Regions from separate parts of the Callithrix jacchus genome. Here region 2 is linked to region 1. The links are chromatin contacts, called in public Hi-C maps. All regions are on one chromosome and are shown on one strand. The core of a region is the stretch at or near the end of the contact, and the rest is flanking DNA. Distances in the headings are between cores, read along the strand shown. Region 1 overlaps HIP1 (huntingtin interacting protein 1). Region 2 holds the start of HIP1 (huntingtin interacting protein 1).

The links. Hi-C and Micro-C count contacts between places; a contact is called where the count stands out from the background.
Region 2: a contact with region 1 is called in a Hi-C map of skeletal muscle, with 2.4 times the contacts expected there. The contact joins the promoter of HIP1 here to the enhancer-like site in region 1. A contact is called at or near these places in 2 of 3 Hi-C or Micro-C datasets (both in skeletal muscle).

Annotation. Positions count from the first base shown.
Region 1 is chr2:10,560,691-10,568,406 of calJac240_pri, forward strand. The region is part of intron 1 of HIP1 (huntingtin interacting protein 1); the gene reads right to left. Among named protein-coding and RNA genes, the nearest start is that of HIP1, 86 kb to the right of the region's middle. Within about 2 kb of position 3,466, at least 7 of the 16 cell types and tissues checked have an H3K27ac peak or open chromatin away from gene starts, as enhancers often do. A contact at or near this core is called in skeletal muscle, where this site is marked.
Region 2 is chr2:10,646,730-10,654,445 of calJac240_pri, forward strand. HIP1 (huntingtin interacting protein 1) reads right to left here and starts at 3,710. Exons shown (of 30, transcript XM_035280273.3): 1 at 3,527-3,710. The coding sequence starts at 3,646.

The DNA.
Region 1 (7,716 bases), core at 2,216-4,715:
TATTTTTAGTAGAGATGGAGTTTCACCACATTGACCAGGCTGGTCTTGAACTCCTGACTTCAGGTGATCCGCCTGCTTTGGCCTCCCAAAGTGCTGGGATTACCCGCACCCAGCCTGGATTGTTTCTTTTATAACTAAAAATAGCACTACCATTTGACCTGGCAATCCCATTACTGGTATCTACCCAGAGAAAAATAGATCATCCTACCAAAAAGACACCTTCACTCATATGTTCACCAAAGCACTATTCACAATAGTAAATGCATGGAATCAGGCCAGCTGCCCCACAACAGTGGGTTAGAGAAAGAAAAGGTGGGACGTGTACACCAAGGAATACTATGTAGCCATAAAAAAGAATGAAATCATGTATTTTGCAGCGATATAGACGCAGCTGGTGGCCATTATCCTAAATGAATTAACACAGATACAGAAAACCGAATACTGCACGTTCTCACTTATAAGTGGGAGCTCAACACTGGATGCAAATGAGCATAACGATGGGAACCACAGACACTGGGGACTCCAAAAGGCAGGAGGGAGGCAAGGGTTGAAAACTACCTATTGGGTACTGTGCTCACGAGCTGGATGACGGGTCATTAGAATCCCAAACAGCAGCATCACACAATAGACCCATGTAACACACCTGCACATGTACCCCCTGAATCTAAAACAAATTCTTTTTTTTTTTTGAGACTGAGTCTTGCTCTGTTGCCCAGACTGGAGTGCAATGGCATGATCTTGGTTCATGCAACCTCTTCCTCAGGGGTTCAAGTGATTCTCCTGACTCAGCCTCCCGAGTAGCTGGGATGACAGGTGCCCTCCACAACACCCAGCTATTTTTTTTTCTTTTTTGTATTTTTAGTAGAGACTGGGTTTCACCATGTTGGCCAGGCTGGTGTCGAACTCCTGACCTCAGGTGATCTGCCCGCCTTGGCCTCCCAAAGTGCTGGGATTATGAGTGTGAGCCAGCGCGCCCGGCCAAAGTCACTAAGTCTAATGAGCAGCTGTGCAGTGCTTTGCTGACCGCAGGGTCTACAAGCGCAAGGCACTCGCCTGCAATGTGCCGGGGCATGACCAGATGTTCTGACTATGCTATCCTCTCTGATGCCCCCAGCGGCCCTCACCACTGTGGACACTGAGACGGAGAGATGTCACTGACCTGCCCAGGGTCTCGCAGGGAGTAACCACCACCAATCATCTGCCTGCGTGTTCTTTGCTTCCCCCCACCCATACCCACGGCCCTGTTGCCCCAGGGGTCCACTAGGCACAGCAAGGGCTGAGGTCACTTTTGGCTGACCATCTGTCAGCCTTTTAGGAGCGAGGCCATCAGCTAGGATCCGTCTGCCCCATGGCACTCTCTGGGCATCAGCTGGGGATGTTGGAACTACCCCTGGGGAGCCCTGAGAGCCGCAGCATAAATGAGAAATGAGGTGAGGCCTGCAGAACCGCTTACAGCCAGGAAAGGCCAGTGCTCTGCAGTCATCAGCCCCTCCAGGACCAGTGTCTGACAGGAGACGGGTCTACCTAAGGTGCCTGGAAGTGGACCCTCCTGGTTAGGAAAGGGCCAGGGCCTCCTAAGAGGGAGGGCCTAGAAGTTCCGAGTACCCCTCTTGCTCTGGTACCAATAAAACTGTGCATGAACACGGCTGGATGCAATGGCTCACATCTGTAATCCCGGCAGGCGGATCACCTGAGGTCAGGAGTTCAAGACCAGCCCGGCCAACATGGCTGTAGTAGTTGGGGCTGGTTGGAGTAGCTTGGAGTGGTTGGAGTAGCTGGGGCTGGTTGGAGTACCTGGGACTGGTTGAAGTAGCTGGGGCTGGTTGGAGTGACTGGGCGGGGTCATGGAAGAGCATCAAGTCTCAAAGGGTGGCTCCTATGGCTGCTCCCTCTGTGGATTCAGTGGAGACCTCCAAACTCTTTGCCCCTGATATTAATAGATCTGTTTTCCCTCCTGATGTGGCTGTTCCCCCGTATTAAACACAGGTGTCCATGGTCCCTTCCCACAGATTTGACATCACAGGGGAAAGGATGACTTCAAGTGTGGCTGAGCTATATGTAGATGCCCGCTGCACCCCAGAACCTAACCATTCTGCAAGATAGACACCCCCCCTAGGCTGCAGAAAGTCAGGGGTTGCAGAGGTGAGCCAGGGAGACCGAAGCCTGCATTACGGTCATGGCTTCAAGAAGGGGACAAGGAGAGATGAGACATGCTGTGGGAAGGAAGGTGGCACAGAGACAGCCCGCCCAGAGAGCAGACCCTGGGACTGGGAGGCAGTGGGGCCATTAAGAGGAACAGGGTCGGGCTCTGTGACTCATGCCTGTAATCCCAGCACTTTGGGAGGCCAAGATGGGAGGATTGCTTGTGCTCAGGAGTTTGACACCAGCCTGGGCAACATAGTGAGACCTGATCTCACTGGGACTACAGGTGCATGCCACTACGCCTGGCTAATTGTTCAAATTTTTCTTAGAGATGGGGTCTTATTGTGTTGTCCAGGCTAGGAACATTTTTAAATGAAATCCTAGCAAAGCACTTTTCCAATGCTCCTGGCCCTTCGAGTGAATGTAAATTACTATTAGCAGTAGTAGCGGCAATGGCGCTGAACACCATTTTCCAAACACCCAGTATGCACAGCCATGCCTACCTCTGAATCTGAGAGATCAGAAATAAGGGAGCCAGACAGAGGGTGGAGAAAAACAGACGGTGTTATTGCCGGCTGCGGTTCTCCACGCCAGCTGCACGCTCGGGTCACCTGGGAAGCCTGGGCCCCGCCCCAGGGACTCTGATGTAACAGGCCTGGGACCCACCTGGACGCCAGAACTTTAAACGTCCCCCAGGAGGCTGTGATGTACAGCCAAGGCTACGAACAACTGAGCAACCGCAGCCAGACTCAGGAACCCCCGCCCTGGTCTTGGCTGAAGCTGAGGGGTGCAGGAGACAAGGAAGCGTGGCACTTCCCTTACTGCTTCTCCTACATGGGGAATTTCCAAGCTCCCACCTGGAATTTTCCATCCTTCGGTCAAAGGTTCCGCATAGGCAGAGACCTCTGAATGCCCCTGATATTAATAGATCTCTTTTCCCTCCTGACATGGCTGTTCCCCCCATATTAAACACAGGTGACCATGGTCCGTTTCCAAAGATTTAACATCACAGGGAAAGCGTGACTTCAGGCATGGCTGAGCTATATGCAGATGGCTAGTGCACCCCCAGAACCTAACCATTCTGCAAGATAGACCCCCCCTAAGAAAAACACCTGGCTTGGTCTTACAATTAGCTGGTGGGTCTTACACCATTAGCTGGTGGGTTCTGGGCAGCAAAGATCTGCTGGTTTTCTAAAGCCTCTCCAGGCAGGCTGCTGGTGGCTGGCAGGGGTCAGAGGGCCTATTAGAGGCACCAGGACAGACAGGAGCCACTTAGCCAAGTCCCTGAATCAGCAAACAGCCTGGAAACCTTGCCTCAGGGGTGGCCCAGCCTGCCAGAGCTCGCTGCCCCTGCCTGCTGACTCCTCCGTCAGTGGTAATTTGGAGCACCCTTAACGGCCCAGTTCAGGAGCTGCCAGCCTTGTGCTGGGAGAGGTTTTCCTAGCGCTTCTCCACTGGAGGACAAGTCCAGGGATGTGTCTCTGCCCAGTTATCTTTCTCTTTTTTTTTTTTTGAGACGGAGTCTCCCTCTGTTACCCGGCTGGTGTGCAGTGACACAATCTTGGCTCACTGCAACCTCCACCTCCTGGGTTCAAGTGATTCTCCTGTCTCAGCCTCCCAAGTAGCTGGGATTACAGGCACCCGCCACTACACCCAGATAATTTTTGTGTTTTTAGTAGAGATGGGGTTTCGCCATGTTGGCCAGGCTGGTCTCAAACTCCTGGCCTCAAATGATCCGCCCACCCACTCTCAAAATGCTGGGATTATAGGCGTGAGCCACCGCCCCCGGCTCTGCCCAGTTATCTCCAAAGCAAAGATGTGTCCCAGAAGCATGGACCAGGCTGAGGGTAGGAAGTACCAGCTCAGTGTGGCCTGTAGTGGTTCAGAGCTGGCGTCCCCGCCCTGAGGAGGATGGCGGTTGGGCTAATTCCGTGTTATCACGGCTTACAGGAAGCCAGCTTGGCCTGGCTGTCAGCCAGCAGCAATTTACTGGCCTTGGGGGCAGAGGCAGGGAGAAGAGGGAAGAGAAAGGAAAACACAGCCCTCTCCCCACCACACACACACACACACACACACACAATTGATCCGGGGTTATTTTTAGGTGCTTATTCATCCCACACATTTTTTTTGAGAGCCACGACCTGAGCGCTCCAACTAAAGCCATTTAGCAAGAGACAGCTGCCCACACAGGTGGAGAGAGGGCACTGGGGGACTCAGCCCGAATGAAAACAGTGGAGGGTGAGAGGGTCTTCAAGGACCCTCCACGCTGTAAAAACAACCTGGGATTCTAAAGCCAGAGTAGGGATGCTGAATCAGAGTGGCTTTTTTTTTTTTTTTTTTAGACAGAGTTTAGCTCTTGTTACCCAGTCTGGAGTGCAATGGCGCGATCTCGGCTCACCGCAACCTCCGCCTCCTGGGTTCAGGCAATTCTCCTGCCTCAGCCTCCTGAGTAGCTGGGATTACAGGCACGCGCCACCGTGCCCAGCTAACTTTTTGTATTTTTAGTAGAGACGGAGTTTCACCATGTTGACCAGGATGGTCTCGATCTCTTGACCTCGTGATCCACCCTCCTTGGCCGCCCAAAGTGCTGGGATTACAGGTGTGAGCCACTGCGCCCGGCCTATCAGAGTGGCTCTTACATCAGAATCCCAAGTTCAAGTCCTTCCTATCTCCAGCAATTCCCTGCTGTGTAGCTTCCGGTGGGTCACTGTCAATTTCGGAGAAGGCCCTGGGCAGGAACCCTGGCTGCAACACTTATTCTACGTGTGGCCTTGGGCAAGTCAGTCAGCCTCTCTGTGCCTCAGTTTCTCTGTCTAGAACACATGGCTAATTGGCCCGGTGTGGTGGCTCACGCCTGTAATCCCAGCACTCTGGGAGGCCAAAGCGGGTGGATCACGAGGTCAGGAGCTCGAGACCAGCCTGGCCAACATGGCAAAACTCCCCCTCTACTAAAAATACAAAAAAAAAAAAAATAAATAGCTGGGCATGGTAGCAGGTGCCTGTAATACCAGCTACTTGGGAGGCTGAGGCAGGAGAATCACTTGAACCTGGGAGACGGAGGTTGCAGTGAGTGTCATTGTACTCCAGCCTGGGCGACAAAAGCAAGACTCTGTCTCAAAAAACAAAAACAAAACAAAATAAGGCTAATCATAGCTACCTCTTAGGTTGTTTTGAGGCCAAGTTAATATTACGGAAGTACTTAGAAAATTGCCTGCATACCTACCGTTACATTAAGGTTAGCGTTTGTCTTTATTAAAGCACTACATGAGCCCGGTGCGGTGGCTCATGCCTGTAATCCTAGCGCTTTGGGTGGCTGAGGCAGGTGGATCACCTGAGGTCGGGAGTTCGAGATCAGCTGCCCAACATGGTGAAACCCCATCTTTATGAAAAATACAAAAATTAGCTGGGCATGGTGGCACGTACCTGTAGTCCCAGCTACTCGGGAGGCTGAGGCAGGAGAATCACTTGAACCCAGGAGGTGGAGGTTGCAGTGAGCTGAGATTGTGCCTCTGCACTCCAGCCTGGGTGACAGAGCAAGACTCTGTCTCAAAAAAAAAATTTTAAAAAAGCACTATATTTATGTTAATTTTGAAAATTGTTTTAGGTTTACTTTTTCATTTTGTTAGAGATGGGGGTTGCTCTGTCATCTGGGGCTCAGTGGTGCAATTAAAACTCACTGTAGCCTCCAATTCCTGGGCTCAAACGATCCTCTCACCTCAGCCTCCTGAATAGATAGGACTACAGGTGCATGCCACTGCTCCTGGTTAATTTTTAAATTTTTTGTAGAAATGGAGTGTTGTTTTTGTTGCCTGGACTGGTCTTAAACTCCTGGGCTCAAGCAATCTTCCCACCTTGGCTTCCCAAAGTGCTGAGATTACAGGCATGAGCCACCATGCCCAGCCACACGTTAATTATTGCTGTCAGTGAAAAAAATCATTTATAATATTATATTAGAGTAGGATACAATGTGAAGATCAGAGCCACAGAAAGTCTGAAGTGGGGAAGAAGCAAAATAGAAAGTCATATTCACAGTCGAACTCCTACTAAGGATGGGTGTGGAAGAGGCTTCATATCTTTTTAGATGTGAATGCGAAAACTTAGTTTTTCCCCCTGTGAACAGGGTAATACCCACTCTAGAGGGCTGTGAAAGGCTAATGCAAACAGACGCTCCCAGCAAAGCTCACAGGAGGTGCTCCTGAGGTTGGCTGAGTGTGACAGTTAATTATACGTGTCAACATGATTGGGCCATGGGGTGCCCAGATATTTGGCAAAACAGTATATGTGGGTGTGTTGGCGAGGGTGTCTCTGAAAACCCTGGTAAATAACATATATATGTCAGCTGCATTCATTAGGATATGTGATTTGGGTAATGAGGTTTGGGAAAAAAAAAAACATTTAATCTCATTAAGCAGAGGAATTCCTATTCCTCCCCGGCTCCCAGGCTGGGGATCTGCTCTGGGAATCTCACTGGCAAGGAAGCACTTCATAAAATGTGTCCACAACTGTCAGATATCACACACATCAAGCCTCAGACACACACTCGTTCTGTAATCTGAGGCATCTTACTCTCTGTGGGCCTCAGTGTGCCTATCAATAAAATAGGCATAGGCTAGGCGTGATGGTTTACACCTGTAGTCCCAGCACTTTGGGAGGCTGAGGTGGCCAGGAGTTTCTTAAGGCCAGGAGTTCAAGACCAACCTGGGCAACAGAGTGAGACCCCATTTCTACAAAAAATAGAAAAATTAGCTGATGTATATGATGGTGCATACCTATAGTCCCAGCTAATCAGGAGGCTGAGGCATGAGGATCACCTGAGCACAGGAGGTTGAGGCCTCACACCTGTAATCCCAGCACTTTGGGAGGCCGAGGCGGGTGGATCACCTGAGGTCAGGAGTTCGAGACCAGCCTGGTCAACATGGTGAAACCCTGTCTCTATTAAAAATACAAAAATTAGTCAAGCATTGTGGTGGGCGCCTGTAATCCCAGCTACTTAGGAGGCTGAGGCAAGAGAATCACTTGAACCTCGGGGGTGGAGGTTGCAGTGAGCCAAAATCATACCACTCTAGCCTGGGTGACAGAATGAGACTCTGTCTCAAAAAAAAAAAAAAAAGCATGGGGAGGGAGTTAGGACTCCTGGGACCTGTCCTTGGGCCACTGAGTGATCGCTGGGGCTCTGGGGCCTTTGTCTTTATCCTTCGTGGCTGCGTCCCTGCCTCCTGAGCTGTGCCTGGCATGGAGCAGATGCTCAGTTAGTACTGGTTGAATGTGTGAGTGAATGCATGCAGGTAATGACTTCACTGTGCCAGGCCCTATTCTGAGTGCTGGGCGCACACAATCGCTGCAGTTTCGAAAACGGGTGGGTACCTCTGGTTTTAGCAAAGGTACTTGCAGCCAGATCGAATGCCTCACCATGCTCTGCAGCAGGAGTGCCACAGCACTTCCAGAGCACCAGTGAGATACAGGGAGGCCAAGGGGTCCTCTAAGAAACAGAACATGGCCAGGCACAGGGGCTCACATCTGTAATCCCAGCACTGTGGGAGGCCAATGTGGGTGGATCACTTGAGCTCAGGAGTT
Region 2 (7,716 bases), core at 2,460-4,959, 86 kb after region 1:
GCTTACCAATCTCCGCAGCCTCATAATACATTTGATAGATAGTTATTAAACAAAATAACTTTTTGCAGATTGACTAATGATGGGTTTTAGGGCTGTTCTTTTATTTCTTTTCTTTTTTTTTGAGATGGGGTCTCACTGTGTTGCCCAGGCTGGATTGCAGTGGCGCGATCTTTGCTCACTGCAGCCTCAGCCTCCTGGGCTCGAGCAATTCTCCCGCCTCGGTCTCCAAAGTTACTGGGACAACAGGCACACGCCACCCCGTCCTGCGAATTTTATTTTTTGTAGAGATGGGGTCTTACACTGTTGTCTGGGCTTGTTCTGCTTCTTTACTCTCCTACTCCCCTAAAGAGTTTTCAACCAGAGGCTGAGTGCAGTGGCTCACACCTGAAATCCCAGCACTTTGGGAGGCTGAGATGGGAAGATCGCTTGAGGCTAGCAGTTCAAGATCAGCTTGGGCACACACAGTGACATCCCCATCTCAAAAATAAAAAGATAAAAATAAGAGTTTCAACATCAGAAAAATTCTTTTTCTGCTCCACTCCACATCATCCCTACTCACCTCACCCAGGTCAAATCTGGCCAGTCACATGTCCCACAGAATGTAAAACACCAGAAAACACTGACCTAGACTATCCTGTTGGGCTGTCCCTGGATAGCAAGAAAACATGCCACTCATGGGTGGAAACTTTCACAAACCTAATTTCTATCACTGTTATGGGTCAAACTCTTATGCATATTTCTCTTGCTCTAGTTTTTACTTATTTGAGACTCTAGAAGAAATGGGTTGTTATAAAATAATATCTATTTATTTATTTTGAGATGGAGTCTAGCTCTGTCGCCCAGGCTGGAGTGCAGTGGCACAATCTTGGCTGACTGCAACCTCCACCTCCCGGGTTCAAGCGATTCTCCTGCCTCAGTCTCCCGAGTAGCTGGGACTACAGGTGCTCGCCACCAGATCCAGCTAATTTTTGTATTTTTAGTAGACATAGGGTTTCACTGTGTTGGCCAGGCTGGTCTCGAACTCCTGACTGTGATCCACCCACCTTGGCCTCCCAAAGTGCTGGGATTACAAGCTTGAGCCACTGCACCTGGTCTGTTTATTTTCTTACTTCATTTATTTAAAAACAACAATAGGCTGGGTGCCATGGGTCACGCCTATAGTCCCGGCACTTTGGAAGGCAGAAGCAGGAGGATCGCTAAAGACTAGGAGTTTGAGACCAATCTGGGCAACACAGTGAGACCCCATCTCTACAAAAATATAAAAATAAAAGGAATATACACACTGTTTCATGGAGCAAGAAGCCTCATACAACCAGGCAGCTAGCAGACGCACTAACATCCAAGACAGACAGAAAACTTCCTTCTTTTCAGGGGTCTGGTCCATGAAATCAGAGAACAAGCCTCAAACCCAGCTGGATCCTGGGAGGCAGAAGTGAAATGAATGACCATCTGCCACTTCCCTCCTGGGATAGGATCACCAGGTAGGGGAGACCCCCTGCCTCACACCATTCAGACACACCTGCGTGGGGCCACCTTCTCTTCTCCTTTTTCTTTTCTTTTTTTTTTTTTTAGAGATAGGGTCTCACTGCCTCACACCATTCAGACACACCTGCGTGGGGCCACCTTCTCTTCTCCTTTTTCTTTTCTTTTTTTTTTTTTTGTTGTTGTAGAGACAGTGTCTCATTTTGTCACCCAGGCTGGAGTGGCACAATCAGAGCTCACTGCAGCTTCAACCTCCTGGGCTCAACCTCCTGCCTCAGCCTCTCGAATAGCTGGGACTACAGGTATATGCCAACTCCAGGTTAATTGAAAATTTTTTTTAAAAATAGAGGCAGGATCTCATCGTGTTGCCCAGGCTCATCTCAAACTCCTGGGCTCAAGTAATCCTCCCACCTTGGCCTCCCAAAGTGCAGGGATTACAGGTGTGAGCTACTGCACCCAGCCTATTATTTTATTTTTTGTAGATACATGGTTTCACTATGTTGCCCCGGTGTGGGGTAGGGCAGCTCAGGCAAAGATTTTCAGAATAAGAAGAGGATGAAGTTCTCTGGGGGTGGAAAGGTTTATTCTTTTTTGTTTTTGTTTTTGTTTGAGACGGAGTTTTGCTCTTGTTGCCCAGGCTGGAGTGCAGTGGTATAATCTCAGCTTACTGCAACCTTCAACTCCCAGGTTCAAGAAACTTTCCTGCCCCAGCCTCCCAAGTAGCTGGGATTACGGTCGTCCACCGGCTAATTTTTTGTATTTTTAGTAGAGATGGGTTTTCACCATGTTGGCCAGGCTGGTCTCGAACTCCGGACCTCAGGTGATCCACCAGCCTAGACGTCCCAAAGTGCTGGGCGTGAGGTATCACACTATGCCAAAAGCTTTATTCTTTGAAAGATTCCATATACAGAACCCTCAGTCAGATTCTCACATCTTTTCTAACTCAAATCCCAAAGCACTTTCCCTCCAACCGTGTCTAGGGGAAGTATTCCTTACACATCAGGGGACCAGCCTCTGGCAGTGGGGGACCCAACTGGGTCTTCAAAGGTTCCACTCTGAGCGCAAGAGTGTAGAACAAATCTGCCCCTCCAACATCGGCACTGGGATTAAAAGAAGCGTTGTACTCTTTGAAATGGATTTTACATACAAATGAACGGATGAACAACATCAACATGTCAGCTTAATTCAGTCCAATCAATACACCAGGCATTAAAAACTCGGAGGTAAAAATGGATTGTGGCTTTTTGTTGATGACAATGAGGAATTTTGGCCCCGAGCCCTGGTCAGGCAGGACAAATAGGGCAGTCTGCCTAGTAGCTGTCAGGCACATCTTGGCGAATAAAACCAAAACCCCAAATCAGGGCTTGGGGCACCATGGAGCACAGTGGTTTCCACTTTTGCCCCCAAAGTCATTTTCCCAGCTTGGCCACACTTTGCATTTCCTGCATTCCTTTTCCCTGCTCCGACCCTTCGTCGCGGCCTCAGAGCTGACAGCTGGGGCTGGCCAGAGCCAAACAAGAGGCAACGAGAAAGGGGGATGCTGAGGGGTGCAGGTTGGAAGGGGATGTCAGTGCAACCAAGAAGTGATAGGAGGGGAGGAGAGGTCCCTTCACCCTTCACACTCCCAGTCCGGCGCCCCCACTCTCCGCCCCCACACGTGAGTCTCCAAGTGGCTCCCGTGCGCTTCCGCTGTTTAGGGGCACCCTTTCCATTCCGTCCCTTTTCAGTTCCTTCCCCCCCTCACCTCCCCTTGGGACCCCTGCCGGGTCCCCAGCCGCTCAGGCTCCGCTTGGCCGCACGCATCCTGCCTTCTCCTCCTAGCCCGCCCCTGACCCTCCTGCCCTTCTCCCCAGGCCAGCTGGGATACCCTGGGGTCCCCGACATTCCTGGGATCGCCCAGATCTGTACGCCAATGTCCCCGCTCACGACCCCCTCGCTCCGTCCTCAACTGGGGCCTGCAAGACTCCTATTCCCTTCAAAGCCCTTCCCGGACACCGCGTCCCTCAGGGTGCCCCAGGGATGCCCCGGGGTCCCCCGTCCTCACCTGAGTCCGCTCGAAGCTCTCGCGCTCCGCCGCCTCCAGCCCGGCGCCGACCCCGCGCCGGCTCAGCACCTTGGGCAGCGGGTTGGGCACCTGCTTCATGGAGCTGGCCATCCGATCCATGTCGCCGTGAGGAGCCGAGTCTGGGGCCCTCGGTCGCCCCGGGATCCCCACCGCACCGCCCGCCCCGCCCTACCCGCGGGGATCCGGCGTTAACGGGACGGCTCCCGCCTGCTATTGGCTGTGAGTTCTGCCAGTCTTCTTGAGACCCCGCCCCTTTCCGAAAGGCTTCCCCGCCCGCCCCCTCCCCAACCGAAGCCCCTCTGCGGGTCAGCCCCGACTGGCCCCTTGGGGCCTCGAGGCGCGCGGTGACTGGTCTGGAGTCCTGTCAGTCACCGGGGCCCGGCCGTTCGCGGCGGGGCCGGGGCGGGGTGCGGCCGGAGCGGGGCCTGGACGGGGCGGGGCCTGGGGGCGGGCTGCCCTGATCTGCCCTCGCTCGCCCCGCCCCCGCCCGCGCACCACCCTCTCCTCCCAGCGCCCGCGGTCCCCGCGCGCCCAGAGCGCGCTGCCCTCCGCCGAGCGCCGCCCACTGCCCTGCCTGCTCCTGCTGGGGGTGCCCCGCGAGGGCCCGGGGTGGTAGGCGGGGATCACGCAGGCTGGGAAGTGGGGCCTCCCCTGGGGGAATCCCGGCCCGTCTGCGAATAGCTCGTTAGCTCTTTCCGGGCCTGGGACCGGGGAGCGCCGGACCAGCTCCGCGGCCGCAGCCCCGAGAAGCGCAGCCCGGCAGGCTGGCGCAGCGTGGGCGCCTGGCCGGACCCGACCTCAGTGGGTAGCCGCCTCCACCCAGCCTCCAGGCTTCCCATCCTGCCCCTGTCCATGCCTTCTGCAAGGATCGCAGAGCCCAGGTCCGGGAGCTCAGGGCCGAGTCCGCGGGCACCTTCCAGGACCTCCCTTCCAAACCTCATCAAATGAATCCGTCAGAACTTATTTGTTGGTAGAAAGCCCTACAGGCACTTTCTGTTTTATCTTAGGCTCTGAGGCGCGCATCGCATCCTGCTCAGACGTCAGCCAGGGTACCAGCAGGCAGAGAGAAGTGTGATGCTTAGCAGAGACTCTGGAGAAAGTTCAAGGTTTTGGTTAAATTCCAATTTAGGTATTTTTGTTTGTTTTCATTTGGAGTCAGTCTCTCCCTCTGTCGCCCAGGCTGGAGTGTAGATCATAACACATCGTGGCCTTGAGCTCCTGGGCCCTAGCGATTTTCCTGCCTCGGCCTCTCGAGTAGCTGGGACTACAGGTGCACGCCACCACGCTTGGCTAATTTTTTTGCAGAGATAGAGTCTTCCTATGTTGTCCAGATTGGTCTCGAACTCCTCGCCTCAAGCGAGCCTCCCACCTTGGCTTCCCAAAGTGCTGTGATTACAGAAGTGAGCCACAGCACTTGGTGTAGATGCATTTTTTTAAAGTTATTTGAAACTCAAAGTAATGAATGGCACCTTTAGGCATAACAATTTGGTGATTCAAGTGTATTTTTTTTTTAATTTGATCAGGCAAGGTGACTCACACTTGTCATCGCAGCGCTTTGGGAGGCTGAGGCAGATGGACTGCTTGAGCTCAGGAGTTTGAAACTAGCATGGGCAACAGAGCAAGGCCCCATCTGTACAACACATTTTAGAATTAGTTGGGTGTGGTGGTGCAAGCCTGTAGTCCCAGCCACTCTCAAGGCAGGAGGACTACTAGAGCCAGGGAGGCAGAGGCCATAGTGAGCAAAGATCCGGCCACTGCCCTCCAGCCTGGGAGACAGAGCGAGACCCCATCTCAAAAAAAAAAAAAAATTACTTCTTTGTAGTGAAAGGAACGTTGCTGGGTTGCCCAGGCTGGTCACGATCTCCTAGGCTCAAGTGATCCTACCACCTCAGCCTCCCAAAGCACTGGGATTACAGGTATGAGCCATCCTGCCCCGACATTTGGGGGGGGGGTCGGGGGGGAGGGAGTCTTGCATTGTTGCTGGGCTGGAGTGCAATGGCGTGATCTCAGCTCACTGCAACCTCCACCTCCTAGGTTCAAGCGATTCTCCTGCCTCAGCCTCCCAAGTAGCTAGGAGTACAGGTGCCCAATACCATGCCCTGCTAATTTTTTATATTTTTAGTAGAGATGGGTTTCGCTATGTTGGTCAGCTGGCCTCCAACTCCTGATCTCGTGATCCGCTCGCCTCAGTCTTCCAAAGTGCTGGGATTATAGGCGTGAGCCACTGCACCTGGCTTTTTTTTTTAATTAATAAGAGCGTTTGGTAAAAATTCACACATCAGTAGAGAAGTGAAAAGGAGGCAGGCATTTGCAGTTACCAGGGAGCCACTGAAGGCTTTTGCTCAGACATTTGCACTGAGGAGCTTACATTGTGGGATGGATTGTGGGGGCCTGATGGAAGGGAGGAAATCAATGGGGACCTCTAGCATTGATGAGAGGCTATGAGGGCCTAGAAGAGAAACGCGAGGAGGAAGTTCTGTCTCATGGGAGGTTACCCAAATAAGACCTGGACACGGGGATCGGGGATGGGCGATGGCAGTGCCATTCAGGCTACATTTGCATGGCAAGGACTGGACTGGTTTCACCCTTACTTAGATTGTGTTTCTGTGGGAGGCTTTGTGAGTACCCCCTCCCCTGGCTTTCTTTGGGAGAGATTAGATGTCACCTGATTCTTTGTGTCAGTGGAGAGGCAGATGACAATTAACAGAGTGTGAGAACGCAGTTCGGATGCTGACAGAGGAAGAGGCAATGACCTTGGCCGGGCGCAGTGGCTCACGCCCGTAATCTCAGCACTTTGGAAGGCCAAGGCAGGGGGACCAGTTGAGGCCTGGAGTTTGACTGGCCAACATGGTGAAACTCTGTCTACTGAAAATATAAAAATTAGCTGGGTGTGGTGGCGCGTGCCTGTAATCCCAGCTACTTGGGAGGCTGAGGCAGGAGAATAACTTGAACCCGGGAGGTTGAGGCTGCAGTGAGCAGAGACTGCGCCATTGAAGTCCAGCCTGGGCAACAGAGTGAGACACTGCCTCCAAAAAAAAAGCTCGATTTAATTTTAATTAGTTAATTTTTTTTTCCAAGCTAAACTGTATCCAGCTTTATTAAAGATATTTTCCATAAACAATCATGGTATTTCAGGCAGGACATGGGCAATCATTAACAGCATACAACAGCTTTCAAACTCCCTTCTTTGATGGACCACCAAAACTCAGAAAGCCACTATAAATCCCAATGAAGTCCTCATGTGATGCTCTGAACAGGGAAACCTTAGAGTGAGGGTTGACATTTCACATTTAGCGTGTTGTTTAACAGCTTTTCACGAGCCGACCCTGACTTTCAGGAAGTGAAATGAAATGGCAGAATTTAGCTGAAGATCCACAGTCTAGAAATGGAATCACTGCTCTTTTGACAGGTGCCATCTCAGTGGCATCACTGGCAAGTCCAGATTGCCTGACACAGTGTAACCAATGACTGGGGGTCAGGTCCCAACAGATGCCTGGGCTTAAGGGAGTTAAGTCTATGCTGAAAGACCGAAAGGGAGAAGAGGACATAAAAGCGAATTTGTTTTTCATACCGCAAGGCTTTTGTGTGCCAAGGTGGCCGTGTGTGTCAAAGTCAGGGAATCCCTCCTCCTGGGAGCCAAGAGGAAGTCTCTCAAAACTAGAAGGGAAAGTCGTTTCCCCACAACAATCCAGCTTTGGAGACATTCTGTTAGTGAGTGACATATGCCCCTTCCCCCAAAACAGCAATGAAGTGTTCTGTGTGCTAACAACATAGCTTAAAAAAAAAAAAGTAAAACAAAATTCTGCATTTTTATAAAACTTGATAAAAAACAGTATTTCGAACTGTACAGTCACCAGAAGTACACAGTAATCAAAAATGCACACACTTCACTCGGCGTCTCCAGCACCTTCGGCTTCCTGCGCCTGGTCTGTTTGGGCGTCTCCGTTTCCTGCAGGGTTATTCCCTTCCTTGCCAGCATCAGCTTTTCCCTTTGGGCACCTTCTCTCCCTTCGCAGGGGCCTCTTTAGGCGTGGGCTCTGGCTTGGGAGGAGCAGGTTTAGCAGACAGCCTCGCGGATCTTCTCTGCGGTTCGTCCTTCACCTTGGCTTTATCTCCTTCAGCCTTTCTCTAGGGCGTGGTGGCGACGGCGGCGGCGGGACTAGGCGCTG